2 separate regions of the Mus musculus genome follow, and region 2 is linked to region 1. Evidence: chromatin contacts called from public Hi-C data. All regions are on one chromosome and are shown on one strand. The core of a region is the stretch at or near the end of the contact, and the rest is flanking DNA. Distances in the headings are between cores, read along the strand shown. Region 1 has its middle 310 kb from the start of Gm22880. Region 2 has its middle 79 kb from the start of Ostf1.

Evidence for each region. Hi-C and Micro-C count contacts between places; a contact is called where the count stands out from the background.
Region 2: a Hi-C map of liver shows a contact between it and region 1, with 3 times the contacts expected there. The contact joins two enhancer-like sites. A contact is called at or near these places in 2 of 484 Hi-C or Micro-C datasets (liver and nephron progenitors).

The regions. Positions count from the first base shown.
Region 1 is chr19:18,174,712-18,180,047 of GRCm38.p6, forward strand. No RefSeq gene overlaps it. Among named protein-coding and RNA genes, the nearest start is that of Gm22880, 310 kb to the left of the region's middle. Within about 2 kb of position 1,305, at least 7 of the 459 cell types and tissues checked have an H3K27ac peak or open chromatin away from gene starts, as enhancers often do. A contact at or near this core is called in liver, where this site is marked.
Region 2 is chr19:18,550,171-18,555,357 of GRCm38.p6, forward strand. No RefSeq gene overlaps it. Among named protein-coding and RNA genes, the nearest start is that of Ostf1, 79 kb to the right of the region's middle. Within about 2 kb of position 1,576, at least 1 of the 459 cell types and tissues checked has an H3K27ac peak or open chromatin away from gene starts, as enhancers often do. A contact at or near this core is called in liver, where this site is marked.

The sequences.
Region 1 (5,336 bases), core at 55-2,554:
TGTTTATATCGCGTGAAAAATACAGCACCAGGTGGGCAACCCTAGCCTTATGGATGTAGCAGTAGAGAAGGCAATAATAAGCAAGCAACTATACAAATAAGCATAAGACTAAAATTAGGGTAAACACTGTGTACAAAATATTGCTGTGAACTGTTATCATTGGGAAATTCCATGAGCTTCAAAGCACTGAGGAAGATGATACCAGGGGATACCTTAGTCACCTGAGATCCAAGAATGAATGGGAAGGAAGCTGTGCAGAGCCATTAGCCAGCAGTCTCATCACAGGAAAACTAATTTCCATGCTTTGCTGAAGCCCACTTTATGTGTGCTCATTTCTCAGTGGGAGAAAAATTGACCCTCCATACTTATCACAATTTAGCCAATTTTTAATTCCACAGACCTTTCACTATGAAAATCCTCTGAACTTATGTTAGAGTGCTCTGGACAAGCTCTTGACAGCTCTAAAATATCCCCACTTTCCAGTCGTTCTATTCAACGTGACGTGACTTGATCTCATGACCTAAGAGGCTTTGGGTCATGTACACCAAATTCTCCTGTCCCCAGCTTCAGGTACTGCTGATTGAAAGCCCTCCATACAATTCGGAAGATGCCAGGGCTTTTAGCCCAGCAGTTCCCATTGTCCAAGTTCTTGGCCTATACAGGCTTATTATAGAATTAGGTCATGTAATCTAGCTTGGCCAGGCAAAGAGGTACCTTTTCTTGACCCCCATGGTAGCTTTGCTTCAGGAAATTTCCTAAAACATACTGGGAAAAAGAATGAAAAATGACAAACATTTTTTTTAACAATGATGTTTGTCTTCAACATAGACTCTCTTCAAGTAAACAAATACCTATACCTTTCAGTAATAAGATCATTTGTCCCTTTTATCTTAGTGAACTTTGAGTTAGGCTATATATTAGCAGTCACTGATTATGTGTTTGAGTAAAAACTATGGAAAATACTGATCAAAATCCTGAAGTATCACCTAGAAAGTAGGATCACCACATCACATTGTAAAAACAGTGAGGTGCCAAATCCTCTAGTCAAAGACCCCTAGAACGTAGCTGTGGCTGAGCTCATTAAAGGGCAAGGAAGGAGACATAAGACAGTGTGAGTGTCCCAAGAAAATATAGCAGAAAGATCTCATGGTAACTTGGGGGAAGGGTTGAAGGAAACCTGCTCTCTCTGGATGGAAGTCTATCAGCAAGAGAATTCAATTGGCTATTTCAATAGCTCATTCTCTAGGGAAGACTGAATGGAGAGAGATAAAGCTGTACTTGGTAGAGTCAGCAGTCTCTCATACTGAGCCAAGAAGCAGAGTGTAAATATTTGGAGTCTTGTGTGTTGCGCAGACGTTTTCTTCTCTGTACTTTGATATACCTGTGAAGTAGTCTGAATTTTCTCAGGATATCATGGGCTATATGTGACCTTGTCTAGCATTGGTTTTATGTGATTGTTCAAGTCCAGTCTCAGAACAGCCTGGGCCATTGTTTGGGCCAGCTAACATTAACCAGCAGTCAGCGTCTTACTAGTTCCTAGATGTTAAGACTGCTTCTTTCTCAGACACTCCGTGATGAGTACAGTGAGGGCAGCAGAGACCCTTTCAGCATGAACTTTGGCATGACTGATCCTATCCACGCACACACAGGAAGCACTGTTTTGTACAGCCCAGTGAACTCTATTTTTGGAAGAAGCTCCAGGGGCCAAATTCCAATTCCAGGAGGAAAGCTGCAAAGTCCACTTGAGCACTATGGCATACACACACACACACACACACACACACACACACACACACACACATACACACACACACACTTAGCAACAGCCAGTCAGGTTATAACAGCAGAGTCAAGGTACATATAACCTAAGACACCCTCCAGAAAATAGATAACCTAGGCATACTGTTTGTCAAGTGGTTTTACCACCATGTTTGCTTCTTGCAGATTATGCCAGAAATGCAGTTTTAAAAATATTAATTTGCTGACCTGTGTGGAAATTCCCCAAGCTTGCTATAACCACAATAATCACTCTGTACCTTCAGACTCGAGGTTCTCACTTTTGACCAGCTGCTGTGGTGACAGTAAGAGTCCTTGCTTGTAAGCTTGTAACAAAGACCCTTATGTGTTTGCACCAGAATTAGCTCCTCAGTGATCTTTAGAGTCCCTGCAATTTGGGCATAACGAGAATTGGCTGGGAGCCCTAAAACCCCAGGACTCTCAACTGAAGTGTTGGAAGGCTGGCTGCTAAGGTGACATCTCATTGTTTGACTTTGTGTCAGTGCTCTTTCTGTCAGATTTGTGTCTATGTGCCTTGGCTGTCAGATTTTTCTTGATTATTTGTGGTAAGAGATGATTAAAGTAGATGTGGAACCCCACTACAGTGAACATGAGCTGGAGAATTGTAGCCATGGGGGCTTGGAAGATGTTCCAGAGTCAGGCATAGGTGACAGGGTGCCCCTGATATTAATTTTTGGGTAGGACGGAATGGTCATAGAACCCCACTACAAGGCTTATGGCTGCCATCCTGTCTTCATTTTCTCCTCTGTACAAGTGGAGGAATCTGCCATCTTGTCTTTACCACCCCCTTGTGCTTTTCCATTTTGTATGTGGCACTTTACTATTTTGTGACTGAGATGGATGAAGTGGGACACACTTCTATCCCCAATCGACTTGTTCTTAGGTCAAGCTCCAAAGACACAATTTGTCAATAAAGGTTAGAAAAGGGAAGATGTAGAGCATTTGTAAATATGAATGGTCTGCTTATAATGTAGGATGGCCCCTTGAAAGTACCTTCCAGATAGATATAATCTAGGAAGTACTCAGAAAGGATTTTGCACATCGGATGGGACATCCCAACCAAGTGCCCTTTATTGTGGCCTGTAAGGACTTAGTTACTAACCTCCAACTTGGATTAATCCTTCTTACCAACAGGGCCTAGACCTACTGCATTGGCTGTGACAGAACACTCTCAGAGACAATAGCCAGGATAGAACCTGGCTGTGCTAAATTCTCAACCTCTTCCTACCCTGTTTTACAGGGTGGAATGGGCAAAGGTCTCTTTTTTCCCTTCCCTATCAAGCTCCTTCCCAATCCATACAGGACCCTACCATAGAAGCAGCTGCACTGGAATCCCTGGCCGCAGCCACAGAGCCTTCCTGGGTGGAAGAGCTGGGACCCACACGAGTTACTGGGAGTAGAAAGGGGGAACCCCAGAAGAAGGTACAGTTGGGCCTGACTCTACAGCCCTGTCTGAGAGCTGTTGCCCAATCCCTCCCAAGACCAAGGAAACCAGCCTCATCTCTATTGGCCCTTTGCTACTAGTGACACGTATAATTAAAAATCTCAGATCGGCCCCTGCTTGCCTTGATAATCCTGCTAGAAACTGTTCTTTTTAACCCATCAACCCATTTTGGATGACTGTCAGCAACTATTACAGGTCCTCTTTGTAACACAAGAGAGAGAGTCTCCAGAAAGAGGCCAGAAATTGGTTCCTAGTGACATGGTGGTCCCTACCACCGACCTTGTTCTAATCAAGGATGGATTCCCCTCCACTCACCCTGATTGGGATTATAATACTGCTGAAGATAAGAGGAGACTCCTTGTTCACTGCCAGACTCTATTGGGGTGTCTCAAGCCTGTGGCTTACAAGCCACACTGTTGGTCAAGCCAATATGATCAAGGTATATAATATTAGACACGGACAGGAAAAGAGCCAAGATGCCTTCTTTGAGAGAGTCACGGAAGCATTTAGGCAATATACTCCTATAAATCCTGTGTCCCAGGAAGCAAAGGCAACAGTGGCCATGGCTTTTACTAACCAGTCTGCCTCATATATTCCCAGAAAATTGTAGAGACATGAAAGAGTGAGAGAAAAGTCTCCAGGATTTATTGGTCTGGCAGAAAAGGCTTTGTACAATAGGAAGAGTGCTGAGGAAAAACAGGTAAAGGCCAAGAAGAGGCAGAATCAGAGCCTTGTTAAGATCGTGTTAGCAAAGCTGAGCCTGGGGACTGGAGGAGACACCTCAAACAGCTGACTAAAGATGAAGGTAAGAGAGGACCTAGATGTCCATTCGTCCCAGGCTAAGCAAAAACCAATGTGCCTATTGTAAAGAAGAGGGCCATTGGGCCATGAGTGTCCCAAAAAATGGGAGGATGAGAGAGGTAGTGCCAACTATAGCAATCAGGACGACAGTGACTAGGGAGAACGGGGCTTGGTTTCCCTCCCTGAGCCTGGGGTAAACCTGGGTGGAGGGGAAGCCGACTGAATTTATGGTGGACATGAGAACCCAGGACTCAGTTCTTCTACAAGCAGCTGGATGCTTGTCCACCAAGACATCTTGGGTATAGGGAGCTACAGGATGAAACAATATGCAGGAAAAACTCAAAGAAAAGTGGACTTTGGTGTGGAATGAGTATCCCACTCTTTTCTAGTAATCCATAGCTGTCCATACCCACTTTTGGGGTGTGACTTATTAACCAAGATGGGGGCACAAAACCATTTTACCACTGAAGGAACCAATGTATTGAATGGGACAGGTCATCTCATTCCAGTGTTGACTGTGGGACTTACTGATAAATACAGGTTGCTCATGACTCCCAGAGAACCAATCCTGGCTATGGTGATTCCTGTCCTCACAGGCTGAAACAGGCAGGATGGGACTAGCCAAACATTGGCTCTGTGTGTTCGTGGAGCTCAAACCAGGGGTGGATCCAGTGCGGGTCCAGCAATACCCCAGGTTTATGGGAGACTGTGGAGGGGCCATGCCTCACATCAGACAACTATTAGATCTGGGGATCTTGCAAGCTTTCTAGTCAACGTGGAATATACCCCTGTTACCAGTCCACAAGCCTACTTCCAATGACTATCATCCAGTGGCATATCTGAGAGAAGTTAACAAATGGGGGACAAACATTTACCCCACAGTTCCTCACCCATACACTTCGCTGAGTTTTCTACATCCAGACCATGTTTGGTGTACAGTACTGGACTTAAAGGATACTTTCTTTAGCCTCCATTTAACCCTCAAAAGCCAAAAGATAATTTTGCTTTTGAATAGTATAACCCTAACAAAGGAATTAATGAACTAACCTGAACCTGACTCTCCAATCATCTTTGGGGCTTCACGAACTCTCCATTCATCTTTGATGAGGCTTTTCATGAGGATTTGGGAGAGTTTTGCTCCCTGTACCACCAAATAAACCTTTTATAATATGTAGATGATTTGCTTATCACAGCCAGCACACAGGAACTATGCCTGATAGGCACTAAATAACTTCAACAGACCTTAGGGCTATGTTCTCAGAGGAAGTAAGAGATGGCTATCCCAAGCCAGGAA
Region 2 (5,187 bases), core at 326-2,825, 380 kb after region 1:
CCATCCATTTGCCTATGAATTTCATGATTTTTTTTTTTTTTTTTTTTTGGTTTTTCGAGACAGGGTTTCTCTGTATAGCTCTGGCTGTCCTGGAACTCACTCTGTAGACCAGGCTGGCCTCGAACTCAGAAATCCACCTGCCTCTGCCTCCCGAGTGCTGGGATTAAAGGTGTGCTCCACCATTCATTATTTTGAATAGCTGAGTAGTACTCCATTGTGTAAATGTACATTTTCTGTACCCATTCCTCTGTTGAGGGACATCTGGGTTCTTTCCAGCTTCTGGCTATTATAAATAAGGCTGCTGTGAACATAATGGAGCATGTGTCCTTGTTATATGTTGGAGCATCTTCTGGGTATATGCCCAGGAGTGGTGTAGCTGGGTCCTCAGGTAGTACTATGTCCAATATTCTGAGAAACCATCAGTCTGATTTCCAGAGTGGTTGTGCCAGCTTGGATTCCTACCAGCAATGGAGAAGTGTTCCTCTTTCTCCACATCCTCACCAGCATCTGTTGTCCCCTGAGTTTTTGATAGTAGCCATTCTAACTGGAGTGAGGTGGGATCTGAGGGTTGTTTTGATTTGCATTTCCCTGAAGACTAAGGATGTTGAACATTTCTTTGGCGCTTCTCAGGCATTCAATATTTCTCAGTTGAGAATTCTTTGTTTAGCTCTGTAGTCCATTTTTAATGGGGTTATTTGGTTCTCTGGAGTCTAACTTCTTGAGTTCTTTGTATACACTGGATATTAGCCCTCTGTGAGGGAAAGGACCGGTAGATCTTTTCCCAATTTGTTGGTTGCTGTTTTGTCCTATTGACAGTGTCCTTTGCCTTACAGAAGCTTTGCAATTTTATGAAGTCCCATTTGTTGATTGTTGATCTTAGAGAATAAGCTATTGTTGAACTTTTCCCCTGTGCCCATGTTTTCAAGGTTCTTCCCCCACTTTCTCTTCTATTAGTTTCCATGTATCTGGTTTTAAGTGGAAGTCCTTGATCCACTTGGAACCAGCTCCTGGTTTTGTTGATTCTTTGTATAGTTCCTTTTCTTTCTACTTGGTTGACTTCAGCCCTGAGTTTGATTATTTCCTGCCATCTACTCCTCTTGGGTGTATTTGCTTCCTCTTGTTCTAGAGCTTTCAGGTGTGCTGTCAAGCTGCTAGTGTATGCTCTCTCTAGTTTCTCTTTGGAGGCACTCAGAGCTATGAGTTTTCCTCTTAGCACTGCTTTCATTGTGTCCCATAAGTTTCACTCTCATTAAACTCTAAAAAAGTCTTTAATTGCTTTCCTTATTTCTTCCTTGAACAAGTTATCATTGAGTGGAGCGTTGTTCAGCTTCCATGTGTATGTGGGCACAAATGACTCCTCTGATCCGACTTGCCTTTGAATGATTGATTAACCTCTGGCTACTATGCTTCTCCCAACTCCACTAATCACCATCGGCACTTTTGTAACATTCTTACATGCCACAAAAAAATACTTACAGATCCTACCAATGAGTTAACTATCAATTATATGAATGACACTGGACCACAGTCTTAAGAGGATTAAAAAACATAAGCAGAGCACATTGTCCTCTGGGTCACCAGTTTATGAAAAGTGAAAGTATTTCAAAAGTGTGTCAATACTACTCTAAACATTAACTCTAGTAGGGTCAGTTTTATTTAGAAAAAGAACCAAATAATGACATTTGGTGTTTTTGTTTTTGTTTTCTTTTCATTTTCAAGATACTTTCTATTAGCATATATTCATTATATACAATAACGGGTTTCATTGTACCATATTGATACTATGTATATGATGAACTCTAATTATGCCTACTGTCCCCCTGTTATACTCCTTATAGTTCCCTGGTCTCCTTCCTAAAACATGTTCCTTTCACTTTTTTGTCTTTTGCTAAAATATTTTTAATATATTTTTCATTAGATATTTTCTTCATTTACATATCAAATGCTATTCCCTTTCCTAGTTTCTCCTCCAAAAACCCCCTAGCTACTCCCTCCTCCCTTCTCCCCAACTCACCCACTCCTACTTCCTGGCCCTGGCATTCCCCTATACTGGGGCATAGAATCTTCGCAAGACTAAGGGCCTCTCCTCCCACTAATGGCCAACTAGGCCATCCTCTGTTACATATGTTACATGAGTCCCACCATGGGTTTTCTTTGATTGGTGGTTTAGTCCCAGGGAGTTCTGGGGGTACTGGTTAGTTCATATTGTTACTCCTTCTATGGTGCTGCAAAACCCTTCAGCTCCTGGGGTACTTTCTCTAGCTCCTTCATTGGGGACTCTGTGCTCCATCCAAAGGTTGACTGTGAGCATCAACTTCTGTATTTGCCAGGCACTGGCATAGACTCACAGGAGACAGCTATATCAGTGTCCTGTCAGCAAAATCTTTTTGGTGTCTGCAATAGTGTCTGGGTTTGGTGGTTGTTTATGGGATGGATCCCCAGGAGGGGCAGTTTCTGGATTGTCATTCCTTCAGTCTCAGCTCCAAACTTTTTTGTCTCTGTAACTCCTTCCATGGGTATTTTATTCCCCCTTCTAAGAAAGATCAAACTGTCCACACTTTGGTCTTCCTTCTTCTTGAGTTTCATGTGTTCTTCACATTGTATCTTGGGTATTCTAAGTTTCTGGGCTAATATCCACTTATTAGTGAGTACATATCATGTATGCTCTTTTGTGATTGGGTTACCTCACTCAGGATGATATCCTCGAGATCCATCCATTTGCCTAAGAATTTCATAAGCTCATTGTTTTTAATAGCTGAGTAGTACTCCATTGTGTAAATGTACCACATTTTTTTTTATCCATTCCTCAGTTGAGGGACATCTGGGTTCTTTCCAGCTTCTGGCTATTATAAATAAGGCACTATGAACATAGTGGAGCATGTGTCCTAAATAAGGACATTTGTAATCTGGGCAGAAGATGTGAGAATCTGGTCACAGGAGGTAGCAGGACATCATCTAAATCTTGAAAGGATTAAACATTATGATGTAGAATTAGGAAGGAGGAGTGGGAAGGACAATTTAGAAATGGGAAAGGTGTCGGGAAAGGTGTACGGGGGTGTGTGTGGGCATGTGCAAGTACGTGTTCAAGTGGATGCATGTGGGGGTGAAAGAGGGAGAACAGTGAAGGGAGAGAGAAGTGGGAAGGGAGAAGAAGGGGGAGAGAGGGAGAGAGACAGAAAGAGGGAGAAGGGAAGAGAGGGGAGAGAAAAGGAATGTTCTAGATTGTCTATAACACAGGCACATATAAGAACCAAGAGACCTAGTATAGCAGACCCAAATGCAGGCACAAGGGCTCTCCCATGCCAAGCAGAAAGCTCTGTACTCATCTTTCCTACTGGGTGGGACCAGTCAGCATGAAGATGACACGAACATTGACAATAAAGACGCTTTCTCAGGAAGAGGAGGAGTGATGGGAAAGTGGAGACAAGACAAGGATGCAAGAGAGAAGGCCACCAATGTTTAAAGGGTGAGAAGAGCAAAAAGAAAAGAATCTTAGTGAAATTTAGGAATGGGACAGAACAACAAATGAAAAGCAGGATAGTGGTCAAAATGGTGTGGGGGGCACAGGATGAGGTGTGTGCAATGGTGCCAACTGTAGTGCAACACTGATTCAAGGAGATGACAAAGAGCCCAAGGGAAATGGAAGCAAGGCAGCAAGAGAAACAAGGTGAGTGCACATTTCTAACCTTCTACAGACATTGCAGTTGTTTAGTAGATGTGAATAGCGAGACAGTTTATTGCTAGAAGACCTAAAGAGATACTTTATTGGTGTTATACTATATTTTTTAATTAGGCAGGAGCCTGGTTTGAAATGAAGCCACATTTTAACCTTCTGTATTTTATTGAAATTAGGTTTTAATGGAAATGATATGAATCTCTGGGCTTTCAGAACTGTTGGTTTTATTAGAGTTACTTGAGAGTAAGTATAAATTCAGGCTGACAGCAAATGTTTCCCAAGAATGTTATCTCTGTATATTATAGCACTGGTTGTTATTTACTGTGGTTTAAGAGCAATAAGGTCTATACATTATTATCATCCCAAACTTACCTTGCTCCAAACTCTTACCAGCCTACTGTTAAAACAAAGAGATCTCTGAGTTATAGTAAATTTCAGAGATGTTAATACTTATCCCTACTTTCTTCCCTGCCAGCAACCAGTCAAAGCCCAAGGTGAAGCAAGCTCAATCAGCAGCTCATAGATATCTACCTAAGAGGTTTAGTCCTCTCCTGCCAAATAGCTTAGAAGATGCTTCCAAATTCCAGAACACAGCCCATCGAGATGCCCTGCCTTCTCCTGGCCCCACTTGTCCTTCTGCTTCTCTGTATCCAAACCTTACACAGGAGGAGGGCCAGTTCTCAGAACCACGACTTTCCCAAACTGGCTTTCCTAGCTCTTGATTTCAAAAGCAATAAATTTAATATTTGTTTTTGGTTTAGTTTTGCTTTGTTTGTTTTTTGTTTGTTGCAATTTTTTTCATAATCAGCTCTCTGTCAATTTGTCTCCGTCATACAAAGGTGAATCGCAAGCTACATTAGACAGACACTGGCATTAAAAAAACTGTCTGGGGAAAGTTTTAGTTTATAGATCCAATCATCTTCTTGCCGCTTAAGCAAACAGAACAGTGGAAGCAACGGAGGAAAGGGGGAAGAAGGAGAAAAGAGGAGGAAGCAGCCAGCCAATCACCTGCATCTCACATCACAACATGTCTTTTCAAATTCATTATTGATAGGATATGTCCACAGTTGTACTTGTCTATCTTCCAATGCCCAAAGGCTTCAGCCTGCTTTATTTAATTTTATCTAGCAAGGTTTTTCTACCTATATTAGTCAATTAGGAAAAACCTTACTAAATAAATTTTTTAAATTTTTTCATTAATTATAGTCAAATAAGTTGACATTTTTCCAACCAATTGTATGAAAATAATTTTCGCCAAGATACTCACAAGTTTAAATAAGTAATATCAATCCCTGAAAACATCTGAATGTGGTTTTAGATGGTGAGGAACTAATACTCATTGAATTTCCTTGGTGAGGAAGGATCTAGAGAGGGAAGGTTGTCTGGGATCATTGTGATAGACTCATTCTCTTGAAAGACTGATTTGCTATGTACCATTTTCATTTACCGGTTTTTCCAGTTTGGGAAAATGTTTGCTATTTTGCACTCAGAGATGTAATTGTACTTAGATG